Linked DNA regions of Triticum aestivum: region 2 is linked to region 1. Evidence: chromatin contacts called from public Hi-C data. All regions are on one chromosome and are shown on one strand. The core of a region is the stretch at or near the end of the contact, and the rest is flanking DNA. Distances in the headings are between cores, read along the strand shown.

Region 1 (5,259 bases), core at 563-3,062:
GTACAATCAAATATTCTTTTTAACAAACACATTATCATATAGTATATGGCATATAGTTGTTATGTCTTTTCTTATTCTCGTATTTTTTTTAATCCTGCCGGTTTTGTGTTGAATCAAATACCTTAATAATAATTTTCAACGAAACTTATTCACGTGTGATCTAGTACGGAAAATGTCGATAAGAACCGATAATGAAATTGAGTTATGAATTGGACAAATGGTTTGAGTTGCGAAACATTTTTCATACCAAAATCAGCTTTTAATTAGATGATATCACCGGTTTTGTCCTTTCCCCGTGATATAGCCACCTTCTAGACAGTGGTGGAGCTAACATCCACACTTGGGTGTACATATTTCGTTAAAATCATAACTTTACAACCGTTTTCTAATTATTATTATTTTGCATATGTGTGTATTTTACATAAGCAGTCAACGTTCTTGCAAAAATAATGGGTGTACACTTGTACACCCAAGTACTACCCTTGTAAATCTAAAAAAAAAAGGCACTACCCTTGTAGCTCCGTCCATGCTTCTAGCCTTTGCATGTGGACTCAGATGGACAAATGCCCTGACATTAGCGCGTTAAGTCTTCTGAATACACTGATGGCAAGTGGTTCACCTAAACGGATCTTAAACGGCATATGCTCGGATAGAACTGAAAAATAGTCGGAATATCTTATCGGCATTTTCACACAAAATACTGCAGCACAAACACAATGTGCCAGGAAGTGGCATGAAGATGCGAGGCCGATCTCCGTATCTGTTTATGTTCCACGACGAGCTAGTGCCAACTAAACTATTCCGTATGAACGAGTCCACAGCGCCACATGCGATTTGAAAAAGAAAACAGAATCGCATTCCCAGCGAAAAAGTGTTAAGTGTCAAGTGCAGACCCCCCAAAATATATTCTCCGTGGCGACAGATACGTGAGAGGCGCAGGAGGACACATGGCTTATATAACTAGGTGATCTTATCAGAAACGGATATGCGGGTCCCTTTATCCCCCGTTCCCGTCACGGCGGGGCAAGCGGCCACGTCCCTGCACGCGGCGGAGGTTTGTGGCCGGAGGGAGGTCCGGGGAGACGTACGTACGTACGTGTGGACGAACCCGTACCTTGGGCCGTCCGGAGCGGGAGGCCCACCGGACCGCTGACGGCCGAAGCTTTTGCCAAAAGCCGGTACTGTTTTGTGGCGCTACGGTGGCGGAGCGCGAAACGCACGGTCGACGATGGAACCGTGCTCTGGTTCGTAGCGCGGCGGTCTACGTCGACGTGGCGGCTTGCCACTCCAATGTGGCCGCCAAGTCACGCGCTTGCTAGAATACGGTGTTTGTTTGACTGCTTACGTGTCTCCTGGACGCAGTGGCTCTCTACCACGTGGAGGCAGTCGTTGTGCACCAGCCACTTAGTAATTATCAAATATGGATTAATTAGTTATTATGCATTGGGTCCACATGGAATCTTCTCGAAAACATGAGCTATGATCATGGACATTGTAAATGACGACGAGGTCCTGGTTGGTAAATAAAGCTAATTAAACTAGTAGTATGAGGAAATAATGAAGTGTTTGACAAAGACTCAGGTTGATTAGTCGTGTGATCCAAATGTATCCTACTAATTGCAATTGTGATAGGACTGGATAAGATTACGTTACGGGCATTGTATCTGAACAAGACAACCTTAAACGGAGCTGCATAGTAGAAGGAGTAGTAACCAACGCGAGGGTAAAACTGGAATATGGTCCGGTCGAGCAGGATCCGCATATTCGGCGGCAGCCCGAAGTTGGGGCGCCCCGTTAAATAGGCGGCCCCCGGTTCGCGAACCAACTATCCCCCCAGAAAAGCACTGCGAGAGGGTAAAAAAAAACACAGATCTGCCCATGAGTGAGGAACTCGAGCGGGACTACGAGATCGGGGAGGAGATCGGGCGCGGCCGCTTCGGCGTCGTCCGCCGCTGCGCGTCCCGCTCCACCGGCGACCTCTACGCCGTCAAGTCGGTCGACCGCTCGCTCCTCGCCGACGACCTCGACCGCGGCCTGGCCGAGCTGGAGCCCAAGCTGGCGCAGCTGGCCGCCGCGGGCAACCCCGGGGTCGTGCAGGTGCACGCGGTGTACGAGGACGACGCGTGGACGCACGTGGTCATGGACCTCTGCGCCGGGCCCGACCTGCTCGACTGGGTCCGCCTCCGCCACGGCGCGCCCGTCCCGGAGCCCGAGGCCGCCGCCGTGGCCGCGCAGCTCGCCGAGGCCCTCGCGATCTGCCACCGCCGCGGCGTCGCGCACCGCGACGTCAAGCCGGACAATGTGCTCCTCGACGCCCCCGACGGCGGGGGTGAGGGCCCCGTGCGCGCCCGGCTCGCCGACTTCGGGTCGGCGGCGCTGGTCGGCGGCGGGGAGGGCGCGCGGGGGCTGGTGGGCACGCCGCACTACGTGGCGCCCGAGGTGGTGGCGGGCGGCGAGTACGGGGAGAAGGCCGACGTGTGGAGCGCCGGGGTGGTCCTGTACGTGCTCCTCACCGGCGGCGCGCTGCCCTTCAGCGGCGAGACGGCGTCGGACGTGTTCGCCGCCGTGCTGCGCGGGAGCCCCCGGTTCCCGCCGAGGCTGTTCGCCGGGGTGTCGCCGCTGGCCAAGGACCTGATGCGGCGCATGATGTGCCGCGACGTCTCCCGAAGGTTCTCCGCGGAGCAAGTCCTCCGTAAGCGCCCGCCCGCCCGCCCGTACACAACCTCAGATTCTTTCTTTCTTTAGATTGGGAAGTGCTGCATGCATTTGGAATATCTGAGGAATTGTTTTCTCCAAAAGTGCACGATTCGTTCTCTAGATTATTCAACCCGTTCGTATCAGTTTCTTAATTACTCAACTTATCTTGATCTGAATCAAATTGATTGATGATCGCAGGGCACCCGTGGATCGTGAGCGGAGGGGGCGCCCGAGAGGCGGTGCAGCCAACCTGAGGAGCCCGTAGCAGGCCCACGTACGTCGACTCTTCCCGTGGAGACAACGTGTCCAGCGTCTTTGTATATACGACGAGAGTGTGCGAAGTAGCAGTAGTAGAGAGCTTGGGGTACCATTGTACGTATAAATCCAGCGTGCCGAGGAGCCAGCCAGGGTTTGGCTCTAGGAGCTATCTTTTTTTCTTCTCCTTTTTTCTTTCTGGGCTTTTTTTTACTGCCTTGGTTAGAGAACGCCTGCCTGTTCGGTTTCTGCGTGTGCTGGGATACGCTGCTGCTCATGTACAATCTAACCCTGCCTGCGTGCTTGTATAAAATCGAGTACTAAATAAGTTGATCCTTGTTCGTATATGTGCTTCTTTGCCCCGTTGTGATATGAAGGTTTAGTGCATCATCTGATCCACTTCCACATGGGTACTTCACTGAGCTGTGCATGTACGGGATACGATTATTATGGTGACATTTATCCATCTGTCTTGCCTTCTTTTTTCCCTTCGCTTGGACGCAAAATATAACTGACAGCTCTGTTCGTTTTACTAGTACTACCTCCTTTCTCTACGTTGTTGACACCTATGGCATGTTTCGGTCCCCTTCAGCGCTGTGGTCTAGTACACCGAAACACTCCAGGGACGTATCTGTTGTTTCCCGTCCACACCAATGTCGACAGTTTTGTTAACATCCTGTTAAGTTGCAGGTTAGTAACGTGGCCACGAACAAGCCAACTGGATAACCCCACATTATCTTCCCGCAACAAAAAAAGCCCCACCTTATCTTTGGGATGAGCTACTTTATCCGTCCGTTTTGTCTCGGTTTTCCTGTACTCATTCCGTAAAGAAATATAAGAAGTAGTGATATATTTATTTACGAAGGAAGTACGTTTGAGCTGTTTTTGAAATATCCGTAAAAAAAAGAGCTGTTTTTGAAGAAAAAGTTTGCCTGATGAGATAGCTATCTTTGTCTTTTTTAGGGATGGGATAGCTGTCTTGACTTGTGACCAACGTGTGACGAAACAAATTGCAAAATTGCAAAATAAAATAAAATTGAGAATACAGTAAAGATGTAGACGCTCATATATGCGCGCATACACTTATCCGGATGAACACGCATGCAAACCCTACCCCTATGAACACCTTCGTCCGAAAGACTGAGCCGATATATCATCTTGAGATTGACGAAGTCACCACACGCGTCTCGTAGTTGACGGGAACGTCTACTCCCACTAAACGCGCATCGCCGGAAATCCTGAACTAAATCCAGAAATAATGCGAGCACCCGCAAAACCTATTCCAAAATAAGGAGAAAGAATATAAATCTCCGAAGAAAAGAAAGCAACTCATAGAATGGTAGAGGCAAATAGAGCTCCCACAAATATAGAAAAAAGGAGTCTGTGCGCCAAGATCTGCCATAAAAGGTCCAAGCCAGAGCAAGCAGAAATAAGTAGAAAAGCACAATTAGATCTATCTTGAATTTTTGAGCGGTTGAAATTTTGAAAATAACAATGGGTATATTTAGGAGCTGTTCGGGAAACCACCGGCTCCACCAAATCCAAGGATCCACGGAGTAGCTGTTCCCCTGCTGGCTGCACCAGGATTCTGAACTGCGGCTCGGGCTACTCCGGGAGCGGAGTCACGGAGTGGAGGGACTCCGAACAGGCCTTTATTATACTGTATTAGCTAAGGCTTATTTCTAAAAAGTAAAAAAAATATCCGCGAAAATGTTCCAGTTCCAAATAAAATAATTTGAAATAATTAAAGTCTACTTTCGTTGGAGTTCAAAAAAGAAAGTAAATTAAAGGAAGAGCCTTTTTTTTGCCTACAAGACACCTTTGATGGTTTCATCGACATGAAAAATGCACCGGCTCAGGCTGTTTGCAGTGCGATTGTATTGCGTCTCTAAAATAACTGCAAATTAAGGTCATCAATTTCCTACTATACCAAAACGATTCCACCACTTCTCCTCTTCTTATAAGCAATGCAGGAAACACGGCGACGATAGGAGGAACCGTTGATAGCGTAGTTAGAGTGTGATGCCCTTTGCTTATTATTGGTTCTCCTCGTTATTTGCGTGCCTTATCACCCCTTCCATGTGATTCCCTCCCAGCATTTCTTTTTCTGGCCCGCCAGCCATTGAAGAGTTAGAGGAATTCGGTGCCGTGACTTTGGCACTCGGGTAGCACATTATGCTCGTGAAACGTGATTGCCGGGTCGTGGAGACGCATCGAAATGCTTTTGCCTCCCCTTCGCCGCACTCAACTCCGGCAGGCATATCCTCGGTTTATCCTCTCCTCTCGTCCGTGCGGTGCGGGTGCGGC
Region 2 (5,089 bases), core at 153-2,652, 240 kb before region 1:
ATCACACCAAACTATGTACTACACTTTCTGTCCAAAAAACACTCAGGGCAAAGATGAAGCAGTGCTACAAATTAGCTACTGTACTATTGTGTAAACTGAAGCATCTAGCAGTGTGGTTATTGTTTATACCTTTATTTGTGTTAGCTCCAAGATTCATTTTTTAACTGGGCAGTACTAAAACTATAGTAGGCTCATAATAACAGTTTTAAATTTCAGAAATGACAACAGAGTCGAACAGGCACATTGTTATTCACACTAAGTCAATTTAATGATTGATATGTTGGTCTCTATCGCCAAACTGATTGATTCTTTCTTGAAAAATACTTCCTCCGTATCAATATATAAGACGATTTTGTGGCTACTTTAGCCAACAAAAACGTCTTATATTTTGGTACGGAGGTAGTAAGAAGTTACTCCCTCCGTTCACAGATATAAGATGTTGCAACTTTTTTCTGAATCAGATGTAAACAGGCACGTTTTAGTGTGTATGTTCACTCATTTCAGTCCGTATGCAGTCCATATTGAAATATCCAAAACAACTTATATTTGTGAATGTAGGGAGTAATATATTGGCCAAGTATGTATTTTGTGACGAGCCCCTTGCAACAATAGATAGGGAATTCAGATATTTGGCACTCCAATTTCAGGTGCTAGAGGGGAAATCTAATCTGATTTTAACTGAAAACACCATTTTTCACTGTCGTCCTAGTTTCATGCGTAATCCTGGTCGGCACACGAAGGATAAAAAAACGATGCGAGCCTGAAAGTTCATAGAAAACTAGTAACCACAAGGGAAAATGTACAAGGCTTACAGATACGCCGCCGCCCCCGCCGGCGTCGAAGCTGCAGAGCCGCGAGACGGACTCTGAAATCTCCACCCACGACTCCGGCCTCCGGGGCGTCTCCATCGCGGCCGGTTTGTCGCCGCCTCCGCGAATTTTCTCCTGCGGAAGATTGGCGCACAAAACTAAGAGAGAATTTAACCGGGAGGAACTGCGGCGCGCGGGGAGCAGGGATAAAGGATTGCGAGGTAAGGTTGCTGCGCTTACGAGTATGTCCATGGGGGCGCGACGCGGAGAGGCCCCGCCTCGTCTTCTTCCTTTGGGCCGGTCGGTTCGACCGAGACGGCGGCCGGCGGCCGGCGGCCGGCGGCGAGGCGGCAGGGGAAGGGATGTGGGTTAGCCGGTCGCAGAGGGCGGGGACTCCAACTCCTCTTCTGTCACATGTGTCGCCGTGTGAGTTTTTCTTCCTCAGAAGAGGCCGTGAACTGCTTCTGCGGCGAAAGCGGGCCGAGCAGGCTAGGAGGCCGAGCCTGATGCGGCCCGCTACGGCCCGGCCCATTCCTCGACGACCGTCGACCGAGCCGCCGTGACAAGTCCAAACTGGGCGAACTCATTTGACCGAACACATCTCTATTGCCATGAGAAGATCACCATAGCACTGGACAACCTCCCGATCCCGAGCAGCTCCGACTGGAAGGCCGCCGTGGCGAGATCCCGCGCGGGCAGGGCCTCGATGGGACCGCCGCCGTCCAGGCTGCCCCTGCTGGCCGCCCTCGTCGCGGCGGCGCTGCTCGCCGGCGCGGCCGCGGCGACGGAGGAGGCCTACGTCACGCTGCTCTACGGCGACGAGTTCGTCCTCGGCGTGCGCGTCCTCGGCAAGTCCATCCGCGACACGGGCACGCGGCGCGACATGGTCGTGCTCGTCTCCGACGGCGTCTCCGAGTACTCGCGGCAGCTCCTCGAGGTTTGCGGAATACTACCCAACGCCCACGAATTTAGCGGTAGATTTAGTATGCTTCGGTGAAGTAGTAGCTTTAGCGCAGAGTTGTTTGGGGTTGATGAACCAACTGGTTGAAATGGAGATGCAAGGAGGATGTTGCTGCTTATTTTAGGAGTTTATTAGGGGTGCTCGCTGTGATCTCAGTGTACAAAATTCATGATGGGTTATGATAGGTTTGCGCAGAATGGTGATGAAAAATTTGTCATTCTAGTCCGTATTAGTTCAGAAGATTCCTGAAAAAAAAAACGAGCCACTTCAGAAGATGCCACACTACAAATCTACAATGAACATTATTTCTAAATCTTCTTACCTGCAAAGCAGTTTCGGTGTATGTTTCAAACTAACCCGTATTGAATCTAACATTAGATAAATTCTAGGCTGATGGTTGGATCGTGAAGCGTATAACTTTACTGGCTAATCCTAACCAAGTGAGACCAACGAGGTTTTGGGGTGTCTACACAAAGTTGAAGATATTCAACATGACAAGCTACAAAAAGGGTACGTTCTGATAATAATTTAAGTGATTTTGCTTCTTTATTTCTGTCACCAAGTCCGTCTGTTTGAAAATGATAATCATATTATCAACCTCTACTCTGAACTGAATGAGCAGGGCTACGGCCATCTATTTCGAAATGACAATAATATTTTATTTCTTCTAAGTATTTTTTTCTGTCATCTCTTTCGCTATCATTTTTTGTATTACTATTCTAAAAGGTTGCTGTTCTCCCAGTTGTTTATCTTGATGCAGATACTGTAGTTGTAAGAAGTATCGAGGATGTTTTCAAGTGCGGGAAGTTCTGTGGGAACTTGAAGCATTCTGAAAGAATGAATTCCGGAGTGATGGTTGTGGAGCCATCTGAAACTGTTTTCAAGGATATGATTAGTCAAGTAGATCGGTTGCCTTCCTACACTGGAGGTCAATGCACTTCTTTTCCTATTATATTCAGGCAATTGTTTGGAGAACACAAGCTGATTGGCTGTGAACAGTTTGCTCACATCTATTAAATTTCAGTGCATGCTAGTCCATATAATAAAATAATTCTTGTGCAATAAACTTGAGACAGATCGCATTTACCTAATGGAAGAGACTAATTATATAAGAAAAATGTTTTTTTCATACGGGTAACTTGGTAAGTGCTTTTAGAGACTTTACTCTCAAAATGTAAAGTAATTAATTATTCGCTTCAGTGTGTTACTTTTCATAGATTTGGCATGTTAGTGCATGTAAAGTTGTAAACAAAAGTTATTTCATAAATAGACCTGAATTTTTCAGCCCCTTTCAATCACACCTGAATTTTTCAGCCCTGCTGCTCTCTTTGGCCTGTTTTGACCAGCATTTATGATGATTTGTTTAGTCTTTTTCATGCATCGTCAGGTCCTCTTTTTAGTTTACAATGGCATCACTAGGGCAATCCTCAAGCTATCCCGTCCTCTGCAGAAATTCCCCACTCGCAGTTCATACACACCATCAGTACTCTCAGGTGTTAACAGCTTGTGGCTGCAGAACCTGCTTGTAGAGTACTCACATCTTCTTATGATTCCCGATCATGCGTAATGTTGAGGACACTACTACCCCCCTCAACATCAAAACCTATTCTCTCGCTGGGTATGTTAAAGATAGAGGAGGGCAATACGATCATCGTGGAAATAGTCTAAGGAAACTTAGCCCATGGTTTTGGGAAGATATATGATGCCCAGTTGGAAGTTATTTTGGTCCGTTGATGATTATATTTAGCATTGTAGTTGATTTTATGTGCTGTATTTAATCGGGGTGCTGAATTAATCAATGCAGGGGATCAAGGTTTTCTTAATTCGTATTATGCTGATTTTGCTAACTCCCGCGTGTATGAGCCAGACTCACCTTTAACACCTGAACCGGAGACACAGCGCCTTTCTACCTTGTATAATGCTGATGTTGGTCTTTACATGCTAGCCAACAAGGTAATATTCTTTATGTGCACTGATAATGACTAACACATTAGTATTTATCTGACTAATTATAACCTTTTTTGCAAACTGATACTGCATGCGCCTTATCTTGTTTCTCTGTAAAAAATATATATGCCAGCCATTACTGTATTCCATGTTATTTAAACCTTGTCGTTGCAAAGAAATAGATTCCAGTAAGGTATGCAAGTCACAACTATTCTAGTCTTTTGAATGTATGGAAGGTCACTGATATCACAAACTAAGACAATATGTGTGTTTACTTTTATACTTATTTGTTGTCTCGTGCTCATAAAAGTACAATACCAAACCTTTTTTGGGTGCCCATTAGATGTTAGTTACATGAGTTTTATAGAGCATGATGCTTTGTTTGGGACTCATGATCTAATTTATGTTATAGTGGATGGTTGATGAGAAGGAACTTAGAGTTATTCACTACACACTAGGTCCCCTTAAACCCTGGGACTGGTGGACAGCTTGGCTTGTAAAACCTGTGGAGATATGGCAGGTAAAATTCCATCTCATTTATCTATTGTTTACTTATATTTGATATTTTGTGAAAGTGAATTAGTAGCATGTTGGTGATATATTTATGCTCTGTATGATTCCAGGATGTTAGGCAAAAACTTGAAGAATCTCTTCCGGGAACCGGTGGGGGAAGGAACCCTCATGATCAGCTGGTGGTCAAATTTTTATTCATTCTTCCCTTCTGCCTGCTGTTATTTGGTTATTACCAATCATGCTTTCAGGTTAAATCACATTTCATGCTGCTAGTTTTTTAACTTTGTAGATATAATACATGTTCTTATAGGAGTTTATTGACTTTTGATCAATCATGGGTGTGATGTTTTTGACAGAACAAGAAGGATTTTCCAAGTGTGCAGTCTTTATGTGCGTTTGCTAGGAGAGGCCGTCATAAGTACAAGTCTGAAGAGGCACTTCCATCTTATTTAGCAGTTGGTGTTTCATCATCTACATTTTCAACTTCAAATCAAAGAGTTAGTTACTCCTCTTCAACAGCAAATAACCTCTGAATTTGTAGCATGTGTTAAGTAGGTTTTTTCATTCTAACATGAACCAAGGTACTTTCTGCATTTTGCACTTGTAATACATTCTATTGAACGTTGACTATTGGGCCAGAATATAAGATAATGTTTATATTGGAAATATTGGTAAAGCGTTCACCCTGCACAAAACTGGGCCGGGGAGATGATATATTGTTCTATATGAATTTACCATCCTAGTTATATTTTCTTACTTAGTTTATTTTTCTTACCGAAATGTGTTGACGATCATGTGATATTACCTAATGGTTCTTTAACACTGCCACAGATCTCAAACGGGCCACATCTGAAGCTGC

Evidence for each region. A called contact is a pair of places that touch in the nucleus more often than the background predicts.
Region 2: a contact with region 1 is called in a Hi-C map of leaf, with 6 times the contacts expected there. The contact joins the promoter of LOC123053991 here to the promoter of LOC123053990 in region 1. A contact is called at or near these places in 1 of 5 Hi-C or Micro-C datasets (leaf) and 1 of 1 datasets of contacts at active chromatin or transcription factors (leaf).

What each region holds. Positions count from the first base shown.
Region 1 is chr2D:484,633,799-484,639,057 of IWGSC CS RefSeq v2.1, reverse strand. It overlaps LOC123053990 (phosphoenolpyruvate carboxylase kinase 2), which reads left to right and starts at 1,812. Exons shown (of 2, transcript XM_044477622.1): 1 at 1,812-2,692; 2 at 2,896-3,299. The coding sequence starts at 1,879. The coding sequence ends at 2,951.
Region 2 is chr2D:484,874,971-484,880,059 of IWGSC CS RefSeq v2.1, reverse strand. It overlaps LOC123053991 (inositol phosphorylceramide glucuronosyltransferase 1), which reads left to right and starts at 1,402. Exons shown (of 10, transcript XM_044477623.1): 1 at 1,402-1,746; 2 at 2,160-2,280; 3 at 2,513-2,698; 4 at 3,575-3,723; 5 at 4,130-4,237; 6 at 4,341-4,478; 7 at 4,587-4,727; 8 at 5,062-5,089. The coding sequence starts at 1,516. It overlaps LOC123053992 (protein root UVB sensitive 2, chloroplastic), which reads right to left and starts at 1,225. Exons shown (of 10, transcript XM_044477624.1): 1 at 1,050-1,225; 2 at 813-944. The coding sequence starts at 1,061.